2 separate regions of the Columba livia genome follow, and region 2 is linked to region 1. The links are chromatin contacts, called in public Hi-C maps. All regions are on one chromosome and are shown on one strand. The core of a region is the stretch at or near the end of the contact, and the rest is flanking DNA. Distances in the headings are between cores, read along the strand shown.

What was found. A called contact is a pair of places that touch in the nucleus more often than the background predicts.
Region 2: a Hi-C map of liver shows a contact between it and region 1, with 3 times the contacts expected there. The contact joins two enhancer-like sites. A contact is called at or near these places in 2 of 2 Hi-C or Micro-C datasets (crop and liver).

Annotation. Positions count from the first base shown.
Region 1 is chr1:71,789,008-71,795,832 of bColLiv1.pat.W.v2, forward strand. No RefSeq gene overlaps it. Among named protein-coding and RNA genes, the nearest start is that of ZPLD1, 52 kb to the left of the region's middle. Within about 2 kb of position 3,869, at least 1 of the 3 cell types and tissues checked has an H3K27ac peak away from gene starts, as active enhancers do.
Region 2 is chr1:72,040,515-72,047,979 of bColLiv1.pat.W.v2, forward strand. It overlaps SENP7 (SUMO specific peptidase 7), which reads left to right. Exons shown (of 24, transcript XR_002418699.2): 6 at 890-1,087; 7 at 4,742-4,857; 8 at 5,625-5,794; 9 at 6,708-7,065. Among named protein-coding and RNA genes, the nearest start is that of SENP7, 21 kb to the left of the region's middle. Within about 2 kb of position 4,752, at least 1 of the 3 cell types and tissues checked has an H3K27ac peak away from gene starts, as active enhancers do.

The DNA.
Region 1 (6,825 bases), core at 2,619-5,118:
TTGTGAAAAAACACTAGCAGAAACATGGTTGCAGACATAAAATTGGTATATTGGCATGAGGTCTGAAAAGAGTGCATTGTTTAATCGCACATCTTCCAGAGGTTATGTACTACCACCTGCATGTGTATTAAAAATGCATAATAAAAATGCTGCTGAAGAGGGTTTGTTTTGCATGGGCTATAGCCTTTTCTCACAGCTGTCTTATTTTGATTGATATCAGAACACCAGATCCATTGCTGTGGGTGCTTTTACTAACAATAAAATATACCAACAAATAAAATCAGCAGTTATTATGTACAGTAAATGGCCTCTTCAGCCTGCTATAATAATTACATTCACTCACAATAATAAATAATCTTAACAGACACCCAGAGCTAGATCCTGGCGCATAAGCTAACCAAGCAAAACAGGCTCATAACTAGCTTCAACAGCTGTCTGAAGATTTTTCCAGAATAAACCAAGTACTCTGGAAGTGATAGAAATTCTGTGCAGATGCCTGTCTCCCACCTTACAACACGTGTGGGAGGACAGCGATCAGGACAAGGTACACTGAGAGTCTTACAGCTCTTGCAATTCATCCTTTAGCCCCAGCAGCAAGAGCCCCCAATACTCAACAGTCAAAGACCACTCATGATGTAACTTCAGTTCCTCTTTGGGAGCAGGTTTCTCCCAGTCTGTATCACTGAACCTGTTCCACTTTGCTGAAAGCATCCCTCAGTTCAGGCTGAGAACAAGAGAATTCATCATAACTGTAGTTAAGAGCCCCTCCTGGGAAACGCCCTAATTTGAGTTCCTTCACCAGTATTTACACAGACACACTGAGAGGACATCACCTTATAATACACTATTAATATGCACTCTGTGTTTGTGGCTTTTTTTTTCCCTCTTCATGGCTCAATTTCTTCCAAAGCTTTTTTTTTCCCCCCCCTCTCTCTTCTCTGCCATGCCTGAATGCAAAGTGTTGAACTCCAGCATGGGACCTTCGCACATGGTTTGAATACCTGAATTCACTGCCTTCGCCCTTGAACCTTGCAGAAGGATTCAGTTGTCTGGCTGAGGCAGAGTCGGGGATGCTGCTGCGCCGGGGGGACCGGGCTCTGTCTTCGGTGCTGTTCTGCTGCCATCTGCAGGGCCTGGCTCGGCGGCAACACTCCGATTTTACTCACTCCTCCCAGTACCCAGCAGAGCCAGGTAGGGGTAAATAAAGGCTATCTTGGACGCGAGGCATATGTCAAAATATGCCGACAGTCACACCGTGTGCTCCTGTCCCACCTGAGTAACAGGGATGTTCCTGACCTGACAGACAAGGGATTTTGTTTTTAAAAAAACCCACCAGCACACAATACAAATCTGAGTCCTTGCAAAGTGTTCAGCTTTACATTGCATAGGGTCAGAAAGAAAAGACTTTCTGTGGTTCCGTCATCCCACAGCTACAGTGAAAACAAGTTGTGGGGCAAAGAATAATTGCCAGCTTGGGCTGCACAGAACCAACTGGCGAGACTCACTGCCTCTGAAAATTAAGGAAGGACTATGTTGCCTAGGAAAGGCTGAATCATTTTATTTACATTAATAATGTTTTCAGACCCACAAGCTACAATAAGGGTTGTAATAAGGTAATAATCAAATTTCATGCTTCACTGCACAGGCAGATCACCCTTGCAGACAAGGAAGCATTTCTCACACACAGCTCTCCATACTTCATACAGATGTACTACATTTTAAGGTGTTAATTTTGTTTCTTTGCCTTTCCCTAAAGCATTGTCTAATCCAAAAATTGTAATACCAAATGAGAACAAACAAGAGAGATCTGAGCTAGTAGAGAAAAGGCTAACGTAACGAATCTTTGGCCAGTTAAAGGACTTCAAGGGTAGTAGTTTTTTGCTATAAAATAAATTGGATATTGAGTTCATGCCTGTGAAGAACAGATACGCTAGAAAACACTGCTCAGACAAGGGTCTGCTTTCATGTCTTATATTCTATTTCCCTATCCTTTCCCTTGCACGGATCCTTTTCCTAGCTCCAGACTGATAGGCATTATCATGCACATATGCCAGCAAAGCTGTCTCCATCATCCTGCCCCTCCCGAGCATCCATCTGCACACAAAAGGCAGTGAGAGCACATTGTCTATTCACTGGGAAAAGCAGCTGCTGCTGTGAGCCCTCCATCAAGAAGCCCAGACACGAAGGCAGATTTCCCTGTGTGCCAGTTACCATCACTTTTCAGTCTGACATTTGAATATCTTTTTCTTCCAAAAACTGTTGCTTTTTCCACATATGAAGGCAACCTCCTTCTTTATAGGCAACACCCTAAGCTCTCTAGGAATCAACGGGGGAATATATTTGAGGCTAAAATACAATTTAGTAATTTAACCCAAACCAGCTTTTGCCAGCCATGTCTTTTCAGAGGTATCTTACATGTCACCATTCTCCAGTCTCATTACAAACAAAATTAACAGTCTGCAGACATTACCATTAAAATGGTTTCTACTGTACCATGCAGGCATAACAAAAAAGGGTGGTTTTTTTTCAGTACTTACCCTAGCACAGCTTTAAAAGCAAGGATGAGTGTGCTTTAGTCTAAAGAGAAAGCAGCTGTTGAAGCCTTTCCTGTGCCTTTAAACCACAAGGAAATGCAAAAGACCAACAGGTATGCTTTTTCATCTTCTCTATCATCTCAGAGCATTCACACATCACCTTTCTCCAAGGCTGGGTAGCCTTCACCACAGAGTTCATTTCAGTTCATATTAGATAAGAACCAAAAAATAATTTTTAGAAGGTTAAAAAAATTGAAGCTTTTTTTTTTTTTTCCTTAACAAAAATGTCAATTAACCTGGGAAAAAGCCTTGGGGAGCAGACACTGAAGAGGCAATTTTTAGAAACACCGGGTGTTATGGAGTGTGCTTTATGTGCTTCTGAAACCCCAAATGTGCCCTAACTGATCCCTGTAACACTCTTGCCGGCATATGTTGTTGAGCATGATCACATGAGAGAAAACATTGCAAGAAAAAGACCAGGAGCTTCACTCATGTTCAAGGTTACGTTGCCGTGACAGACACTAGGCAGAGACAGAAGGGAAGTTAAGCTCTGTTTCATTTCCCAGGTTTCTCTGCCTTCCAGGGTAAGGAAGGTTCTCCCTGGCTGCTGAGATACTGAAATGACACAGGGCTTTGGTTGGAGAAAGGAAGAGTGAGAGTTGCAGCAGCAGCAGGCCTTATTCCAAATTACCTCAGACTTCCTGAGCCAGCTGCAGGCATGACTCAGATGCTCACAAAGCAGCTGCTTAGCTGCAGCATATTAATATATAATCAGTGCCAGTTTCAGCTTTCCTCAATATGCCAGGCTGTTATTTGTGGTATTCAGCGCCACAAACAGTTGAGTCACTGCTGAAGCAGGGCCAGATACCTCAGGGGGAAATAACTTCTGAGTCAAGGGCATGGAAGCCACGATCTGCATCAGTGCAAATTTACATTTTACTCATGGCTGTGAGTCAGCACCACAGATCACAAATACAGAACTATTAAAGTTTCTCACTGCAAAGGATGTTTTGCACTTAGTGAGCACAAGCGATAAATTTCTTCAATGACATCCAGGTATACAAGCACCTCAGAGTTATAGGCAAACACATATTTGACCACATCTACAGAAGAATGCTACGGAAGATAAGCAGCGATAGTCCCCATGTACACATCCACCAGAAACTAAAAGCAAGATGGAAATGCCACTTGTTCCACCTTACCTGCTAGATGCTTATACTGCTTAAGATTAAAATTAAATATAGCAGATAAATGGATAATCTTATTGTTAGCAATGCTATTGCTTGTCACTTAAGTCTATATTTCAGGGAATGGACACTCTTCAGGGTACACAGACTCTGTTGGGCTAGGTCTTGCTTTCACATCAACATGGTCAGGATGAGTAATTTTGCTTCTGCAGTTCTTTTGTGGAGGACAGTAGATCCTGCTATAACCCAAGTGAGATGGGCTGGAACTTTTGAATCTATGTCCCTCTGACACCCAACCTGGGCTGCTGCTAAGAAAGTACATCTCAGATGCACAGGAGGCCAAAGACCCTACAACAGAGTTCTACCAATTAGAGAAGTAAACATTAATAAAAGCTACTGTGATACAATATTTACTTTGTCCTTGCTTGAAAGACCATGTCTGTTAGAGCTTTTAGTTTAATGAAAGTTTCTGCTCTACATTTATTAAAAGCCCTGCTTTGGCAATGAGATCCAGTTGTGGATCCATTTTTAAAAAATTGTGCAGGCTTTAGCAACGGCTCTTCTAGTTCAAAATACAGATATCCACAGCACTGTTTGAGCCCACTAGAGTAGGTGCTTGATGGCAAGCAACCTAGCTATCCCATCTCTCTGGTGTCTTTTTTTTTTTTCCCCTCACAGATTTGCAGGTCTCAATTTACAAGCAGCACAGAGGATCCCAGCAGCTGAATCACCCAACAAGCTCTGACTCTCAGTATCTGATAGAACAGGACACTAGAGGTCATACTCAGCTCGCTTGGTACCTTTGCACCAACTGAGAGACTCAAAACCCCTCCCATTAGAGCTAGGACTTATTGACTAGTACAAGATACAAAGCAGAGACAGCTCTGGATATTGCAAGATATCACTGACACTCACCTGGACCAGGTGAGCAAGGGCTCAGCTGACCAAAGAGGAAAACCTTTGCCTGCCCTCTCTGCTACCATGCCACCCCAGGTCCTAGCCTGCTCTACCACCCTGATGTCACCCCACCTCCCATAGCCCAGCAAACCCCACAGGGACCATGTCCCTCCCCTATCCACCCACTGCCCATAGCAGGGGTTCTGGAAGAGCCCTGGCCTGGATCCTGTAGGTAAGACACACATTCCTTCCAGAGGGAGCCCTTCTCCAATAAAGGAGAACGCTTGCTTCAGACATCAAAAGGTACTTAATAGAACAGAGGTTATTGCTCAGTGTCTTCTCCTGCTCTTTTGGGGATTTGCTCAAGCCCAGCATATTGCCTGTATATTTAGAGGGGTGCCAGCACTGTACAACAATCAACCCCATACAACCTGCTATTAATGTAAAGTTGAAAAAGAGAGGTAAGTCTCTTAGCAGATGCAGAGAAACTACTTATATTTGACTGATCCTGTAGCCCCACTACACCAGCCGTAGCAAGGGGCTTCACCAGCTTGTGCTAAGATGGTGAGAACAGCACCTAAGTCAGCAATGTCAGGGCAGAGATAGAGCTCTATGGGGTTGGAACTGCTATGCTGGTAAAAGAAGAGAGCACATCTGCTAACCCAAGAGGACAGTGGGCACAATGGGAAATCCTGAAGGCACAAGAACTGACCAGTTATGGAAGTAGAATGAAGATCCACAGCTTGAACAAAACCACAGCAACGTGGCTTAGGCAGACTATAACAGAAATGCATCATCATCTGTTTGTCCTGTCCTTGTACTCCTCCCCAGTCATCCACTGTCCATCACTGCTGCAAGACTAGCTGGAACTTTTGTCAAAATCTAGTTGTCTTCCTCTAGCTATTTTGAACGGGCTCCAGAGCAAAGACACAAAATGGACAAGTCTCATACATCCAGAGAGAGGCAGTTGTGTCTATGCCTGGCCCAGGGAGCAATGGAAAAACACATGAAGGACCACAAGCCTAGTCCTTCTGTACAAAATACAAAGTTCTTTAATTATCCTTCATCTTTTGCACAGCCACAGAAGTCTAAAACACAGCCTGGATTTAGATAAAAGAAGGCAAAAACAAAAAAGCCACAACAATCAACCACATGACAGGCGCCAAGAGAAAAAGCATTGTTAAGATCTAGTTTCTTTGCGTGATATATAGTCCTCATAAGGAAAAGTGAGGGAAGTTAATAGAAGACAACGCATGGAAATGGCATTTATCATCAGCCATTTCAGCATGCAACAAGGAATGACACTGTTTAATTAAGAAGGTTCTTATTAATCTAAGTTGGAAATTTGTTATTAGACAATAAATGCCAGTTTGCTGGCAACATTTTACATCCCATAGTTGCATTTTGGTCCCACCATCTAATATAAACTGCTGAACATGTGTTGTAAAGTTAATTTTAGCACCAAGTACACAGTTTCTCGTTGTTATTTTCTGTAACAGTTCAATTAAAGGCCATCTTGAGCATTTTAAAAACACTATGTGGAGAATTCTGTGCTTTGGTTTGATTAATAATATAATTTGTTTTCATGGAGTATCTTCCAGGAGTCAGCCCTTATGTTAATTTAAAAAATTACTCAAAAGTATTCCATAATACTAGATTAAAATATTGTAGCACGTTTTTATTACCAAGATGAGATACACTATATTGAAGCTATTGCTATAGATTATGTGTAGTTTTCTCATTAAAAATATTAGAGGGGTTGAATTGATTAATCTATAAATTACAGAGAACTCAAGCACACCAAGGAAAATGCTAGAGATGCAAAATTTCCAGATTTCTTCTAAGGAGGCTGAAAGAATCTCATGTCTCCTGCCTTCATTTAATATAATTACCCACTCCACCTCCTAAGTTTAAAAAAGCCTAGGACAGCCTTTCTATACCTTATGATAAATATTTGGGGGGATGGAACAACAGCAACAAACTCAAATTTAGTTTCACAAGCCAGATTGCAGAAGAGTAATTGTGATGGGGACAAGGAACACTGCCTACAAAGCTCATGATTACTTTCTCAGAAGAGCAACTGCCATGAAAACAGCCTCTCATCTAATATGGGAAGGACACAAAAGGAAGTAAAAAAAAAAAAAAAATATATATATATATATATACATATATATATGAATATATATTTATATTACCAGATGGGAATG
Region 2 (7,465 bases), core at 3,502-6,001, 250 kb after region 1:
ATTGTACAACAAACTGGCTGCAGTGGCATTATATGAAATAAGTTGTGCTGCTCTTGTATATCCATGCTTAAGTGGGCATCTTCTTATTTCTGGCTAGCTTATTTTTGATGCTTGTCTCTTCTAACTCTTCCAGATGCTTTTCTAAGCCTTGCTATTGCTATTCTGTAGACCAGGGATGTCAAACTCATTTGTGCTGGGGGCAGGGCACATCAGCCTTGCGGTTGCCTCCAAAGGGCCAAATGGAATTTTAGGACTGTATAAGTGTAGGAGTAGTTACATTTTATCCAGTCCTAAAATTCCATTCGTCCCTTTGGAGGCAACCGTGAGGCTGGTGTGTGTGTCGGCTCCCCCCAATGCAAATGAGTTTGACACCCCTGCTGTAGAATGCCACCTGGAAATTGAGGAAGGGAAAATAAAAAAAACCCTAATACTACCTTTTTGTATGTGTGCTACTTTTCTACCTGCTAAGTGCTTGAGAAAATTCAGTCTGTTTTACTGGAGGCTTCTTGTTCACAGGAAAATCAAGATTGTTTACTACACAGTTCCAAGAAATGTGTATAGATATTGCATGAAAGCTCTGTAGAGATAAACACTTACTGTTTCTTCAACAATACTTAGATGATGTGTTAGAGGCAATGTAGTATGAACTGTATCTGGCTAAGGTGAAATTAGTATCTCTAGAGTTTCTTAACCTTATCTCTTGTTTTTTTGCGTTTATCTGCTTACCCTGGGTTTTAAGTTCCTTAGTGGGATTTTGTTTTGTCTCTAAGGGATGGGAAGTAATGATGTTTGATAATTGTCAAGCCTCTAAGATACATGAATTTAACAAGAAGTTTCTTTCTCTAGATTTCAGTGCAGTATTTATGATTTACTGTTATGTATATGGCAGGCAACCCACAGTTACTTTGACAAATGTCCTGAGGACAAAAATTGGAAGAAAATACATAGACAGCCATGTGATAATTGATGCAGATTTATCTGATGCTGACAAGTTGCAATCGGGTCAACTACCATCATCATCTGCTGCCAGCCTACAAACATGTCAAATATTAAGTCCTCCTCGTGAAAGTTCCTTTCTGTCTGAAAGGTATGTTGCTCACTGCTGATTTTGCCAGTCTTCCTGAAATGACATAACTTCATGATGGAAAAGAATTTCCTTGAAAGGATTTTTCTTATACTCTTTTCTTGAAGCAGGAGATCAGTTTCCTGAGTGCAAACTAGCATGCTGCTCCAATAAGCTGTTTTAACATTGCGTTTATTCTGATTCACTGTACCTGATGTTAATGGGCTACTTTTCTTTCATAGCAGGAATTTCAATTTACAATAGATCAGTGTTTTGATTTGTGAAGATGGCCATGTAATTCAAACACATTTAAGTCAGTTTTGTGTCCAGAACCAAAACTTTGCTTTCCTGTTGGTGTTAATACATTCTAGCGTGATTTCAAGTAACATCTTTTTCAAAATTTCTCCAAATTCCTCTGTGTGATAGTTCATTTCTTTTCACATTAATCCATCAGTGTTCACAGCCTCAACAGAGTGCCACTATTTAAATGTTCTCTGTGTGTCCTCTCATTCCTTAACATCTACTTTTCCTCTTTGCTTCGTCTATTTAGGTTGACCGAGCATCACAGTAACACTTGACATCTAAAACTAGCAGAAATCAGATATTAGAATTATATAACACTGGTTTTGGTCTAAGATGGCAGTTAAATTCAGAGCAATCTGTTTTGTCTTTTATGGCCACTTCTCTTTTTCTGTTGGGATCCCCGTTGCTTCTCAAGTTAATCTGGCAAAACTGCAATTTAAATGAGGGATTTAGAACAATTTATTAGACCATCTCATTTTAGAAATATTACATTTGTTGCTAATAAATAGTTTTCCATAATTTTAGGTTGAGTAAATTTGTTTGGAGTTTGTTTGGACTGTGTTTTTTTTGTTTGTTTGGCACTTCTTGTTTGTTTGTGTTTGTGGTTTTGTGTTTGTTTGTTTTACCACAAAATCTTCAAGATAATTTTTGATAATTGATAGTTTTTATTGTCTGATTTTCCACTTGGTATTATTTTGAATGACAGGAGACAGTGCGTTCGTAGAGAGGAAAACATGAACTCTTGTATGTAACTCTGTGAAAACATTTTGCATGTTTTTTTCATACTTGTATCTGAAGGGCGGCTGTTGAGTTTTGTGTTAAGCACAAGAATGGTTTGTAGTAGTCAGCTTTTTTAGTAGTTGGTATACTGAACTTTAGGTTTGGAGTGGTTCATTGCTTGAAGGATTAACTTTCCATTCCTGTGATCTACTTTTCTAATGTATTAAGTAAAAGGCTTGTTATTAGCAAGAACCAACATCAGGCTAATTTTTCACTCCTCCCCGGTGGCCAGCATATTACTGTAAGTTGCAGTAGATATGGCATGGGAAATGGACAACTTAGGGTATTATTTCAACATGGCTGTGGTTTGATTCTGCTCACCTCTCTGTAACTAAGGTCTGTGAATAAGATACACTTGACGATGACTCTGCATATGATGGCCATGTCGAGATTCTTTTGTGTCGTCAGAGTAGCTAGAATATATGCTCTGTTTTACTGAGAATTGTCTCAGTTTTGTACTATGGCAGTTTCAAGTTAAGTCAAAGAATTGTGTGTGATCAGAAAAGGGTGCTAATAATTTAACCTACTTCTGTCAGCTAGAACTTGCTGTGAATTCTCTGTTGTTTTTTTTTTCTTGCTTTTGGTATTACAGAATGGGTGAATTTTGCATTGATTGCTTACTGCAACCCAATGTGAAATACATTTGCTTAAGTCAATATGACTGACCTATCAGTATAACTAACAAATATGAGGTAGGTCTTAATGTATAGAAACTGAGGCATTTAAAGCATTTCATAATTGTTTCTCATGGCTGTTGAGAACACTTCGCTGTATACTGCCGTAGCTTCTTGGCTTATGCATGTATCTGCTAAGAGGTGCATTTTAAACTGAGTTATCAGCAAAGATTGGAAGTGAAAATGTGAAGGATTTGTGTGTGGAGTAAATGTTTAGGAAAGTTTATTAGCTGAAACATTCCTATTGAAATGTTTCCTACTGTCGAGATGCCTGAATTGGGATACTGGTGTTAAATGCTAAAAATCACTTAATGGTTTTGTGTGGTCTTTTAAGGCAGTCAAATCTGTATAACTGTTATGTGTACTAATATTAGAGAGAGAGAGATGTGGGTTCCAAAATTAAGTTTTCTGTAGTGAAGTTATTCCTGAACTAGAGCTGACTAATCTCTGGAAGACTCTTGTCTTGTTCAATATACAGAATGAATGACAGTGCTGGCAGAACGCCTTTTCTGTATACAGTCCAATTCATCATTCTTTGTGAATGGAAAGATAATCAGTGATTTCTTCATGGTGCTTATATACTGTTAATCACTATAGTATCAGAGTACTCTGGAAATCTTTATTTGTCTTTACGGTATTCCCAAAGAGCAATGATACTTCAATCTACAGATAGAGCACTGAAGAATAGGCATCTGTTCAGAAAGCATACAACAGTTTTGGCTATCTATTGTAGTTAGAGATGTCAAGAATGTTCTTTACGGGTCCAGGCTCAGCAGTCATTGTGATGATCACACTTAGTTTTTGCAAATTGGAGACTGCAACATTCTGAGTTAAGCACTTTATAAAGCAGTGAACGCAAAATCATTTGGGATTAAGTGACGTGAAAAAAGGAGGAATAGAACACGTTTTCCAGAGCATCATTAAATTGCTCTATCTATGAAATCTTTGTTTTCTTTTTTATTTTCCAACTCTCACAGAAAATGAAGCAGAGGTCATGAAGGTTAGTTGCTTATATCTTTTAACCCTGATAAATTTTCAGAAGAGAGGTCTTGTTTACTGAATATAATTAAGTTCATGTGAGAAGATACCACATGAATATATAACAAAATGTTATCCTAATGCGTATGCTAGAAACCAAAATAGTTATGTAGACTTTTGTCAGCTGTAACTAGTCTCCAGAGAAGCCGAGTATGTCTACAAGATCAGACCTCAAATGTGATTATGTCAAACTGTTCAGTCTATCAGAACCTCCTGAATATATTCTCCTATTTATAAAAAAGCTAATTAAGAAAAAAAACTAAACAAAACAAACTGATTACTTTCCTGCTTGTCCTCCTTTTTGAATGAAACTACAAACTCAGCTGAACACCTGTAGGTTGCATAGTTTCTCATACTGTAATGCTTTTCTGTTTCTTCCTCATTCACATCCTGTATCCCGCCGCCTTCAAAGTTAATGTTTCAGGCCCTTCTGAGCAGGAATTTCTATTTCGAAACTTCTTCCATTGCAGGAACTTACTCAGTGGACTCTAATAGCAGTTCTAAATCTGGATAAAAAATATACTACATTGCCTCATTCCCGCTGCCTTCATGATAAAGGCAAGGATACACTCAAATGACTGTTGTTCTCCTTTTTTCTTGTTGCAGTGCTGCTTTACAGCAAAGTAGTATTGTAGTGTCTGATGTCAAGCATGTAATATTTTCATTCTTTATGCCTCTTAGAAGCATCTGTTCCATTAATAACGTCAGAGCACCTGTGTATTTCCATGACAGGAACTGAATTAGTTTGTGTTTCACTTGCCAAGCTCCACATGCTTACGGAAGAGGCAGAAGTTTCTGGTCTAACCAACTATTGTTTCTGTTGGGGTTTTTATTCAGTGTTCCTTCAAAATTAAAGATAAGTCACAGTTATTGTTCTTTACAGGTCTGAGCGCTGCCTGAGGAAGACAGATGATGATCTGTGTAAATTGACCAAGGCTTCTAAGGAACCAGAAAAAAAAAAAGCCTTCACTTTTAGAAGACGGGAGCTTCAGAAGAAAGGTTTGTAGTGAGCAATAATCTGGCATTTAAATGTAAGATTTGGAGAGTGTTGAGAATTTCTTTTTTTAGTCTAATATTATGAGGAGAGCACAGAAGTAAAACAGGTGTTGCATACAACATATGTGTTTCCTCAAAATGCAGTTTTTTACAGATATGGTAAAATATATCAAATAGCTGGTTTTCAACAGGAATAAAGCTATGATGAATCAGATCCATGGAAGAAAAAGGAAACTGAGGGAAACCTCACTGCACCATTAAGATTCTAATTTTATAAAAAAGTCTTTTATACTGAAGAATGTAATACATTAAGAATGCTCAAATGGTGTGTGAATCATGCTAAAACGTTTATGCTAAATGACAATATTTGTATTTATTGCTGAAAAATGGAGCTCTGTGCTGAGTCTCCAGAGAGAGTGTACTTTTTGTACTAGTTAGTAATATTTGCAGATGAAAACAAAAAATTGAGAATATTGCATCCATCAGAAGACAGAATAAAGACTGTGGAGTATGGAGTGCTAGTTCTTACTTGGAAGGGAGCTGTCAATTTGATCATACCTTTACCTTAACTAATCATGCAATAATAATCTTTCCTTAATTATTTTAGGGAATATATTTTGGCAACCACACACAATTAAAAAAGGGAAGAACTATCATGGAAGGTATCTGCTCTGTGCATTTTATTTAAGACGTAACAGATCTGAAGAAATACAAAGAATTTTAAGGAGAACTAATTAAATCACTTCCTTTTTTTTTTTTGCCTGATACAGAAAACAAGAACTATGATGAACTGGAGAAGAGGAGCAGAAACATGAACGGCACCACTCTTAGTCAGAAGGAATCTGGCTCTTTTGATTCTGAGAAAAGGAAAAGAAGATGTAGTGGCTATATTTCTGATGATTGTAATGCCCACATTCCAGAAAAATCACTTCTGCTGTCTGTAAGTTGCACTTAATGTGTTTGTGTACACACATGCACACATACTTCAGCAGCAGCAGTCACAACATCCAAAATAAAAGAATTGTATTAGTAAGCAGGATATCTAGGGATACTGCTAAACCTATTGAGGAAAAGTAGTTCAGTGATGCATCAATAAGAGTGAATATTTGTACTTCTGTCCACAGCTACAGAATATGCTTGTTTTAGCAAAAAGGTTGTGAGAGATGAATGACAGTGTGTCCTTCAGACAGGAGCGTGGAGAATAACAATTTTGGAAATAAGGCATCTAGCTGTTTAAGTGAAGCTTCTTTCATAGATGGTATAGAACTAATTAGGGACTTTGACACAAAAATTACGAAGCATATCTGGGGTTATTAAAATCTTGCAGATGTCATCTTTCTTCTTCCTCCTTAATCTATCATACCATTTTATTCTTATCTGTCATTAAGATTTGAAAGGGGAAAAAAAAAAGACTGAGGGAATCAGTTAGTCAAGAACAAATTGTGATTTATATTTAAGCATTTGAGTACAATAAAGACATCTCTCTAACCTTCTGATTAAAACCGTACAGATATAGGTAGTTGCTGAGTCCTGTTCACCCAGTTGACCAACCCACACATTGGCAAAGTAATGAGCTTCCCTGGTGCTTGGTCTTTTACTGTCAGACAGTGAGCACACTGCTAAAAAATCAGAAATAGTTTCTTGTTCAGTTTGAGTGGGGGTCATACCTTTATGTAATAACCTTTGGAATATGAGGAGGGAGAAATTACCCTGGCTTAAGATCTAAGTGCAGCTGCATTAAGCAGTAATTATTTTGTCTCGCATATAGCCAAGTCTCAGTGGTAACTGATCTGAACCATCATCAAAATCTCAAGAAATAAACATATTTCCTGTCTCTGATATCTGTTTTCTAGAAAGAGCAAAGATTGAGTTCAGCTCAGTCTCCTGGCTGCAGAACACCCTGTGAGGATGAACAAAGTTGCAGATCTAATGCAGTTCTGGTGCTGGATTGTATTCCACAGCCGTTAGAAAGAGAATATAAAGACACTTCCACCCACAACCACTTACAGCCTTCTCACAGCTGCACAGAGGAACCTGTCTCAGAGTCTCCCACCAGAAATTTGTCAGAGAAACAGCTTTCTGCCAGTGCTGAGGATGTGATTTCACCACAAGTTAGTACCATCAAGAAATTAAAGATGGACACATCACAGTACTTCAAGCTGCGGAACAAAATCTCCACGGGTAATCATCGGCTTGTTTCAGTTGACCCAAGTATGTACTGTGTCTGTGCTGCTGACAATTACCATTGGTATGCTTAAGAACTAGGAGAACTCATGCATGGCTGACTAGTTAAAACATACAGAATAAAAGATTGAAGACAGACCATGTTGTTTGTAATGCATTGTGCAGGTTAGATAACAGTGCCTAGTGCCAGTGTCCTCTACTGGAGTGTAGATGGTCTTGTATCTGAGAAACAGGATAGACAGCAGAAGGGCACTGAAGCTGGTGGGGGGTCTGGTGCACAAGGCTGATGAGGAGTGCCTGAGAGGACTGTGGCTGTTTAGCCTGGAGAAAAGAAGCTGAAGGGAGACCTTATTGCTGTGTATAACTACCTGAAAGGAAGTTGTAGCATGGAGGGTGTTGGTCTCTTGTCCCAAGCAACCAGTGATAG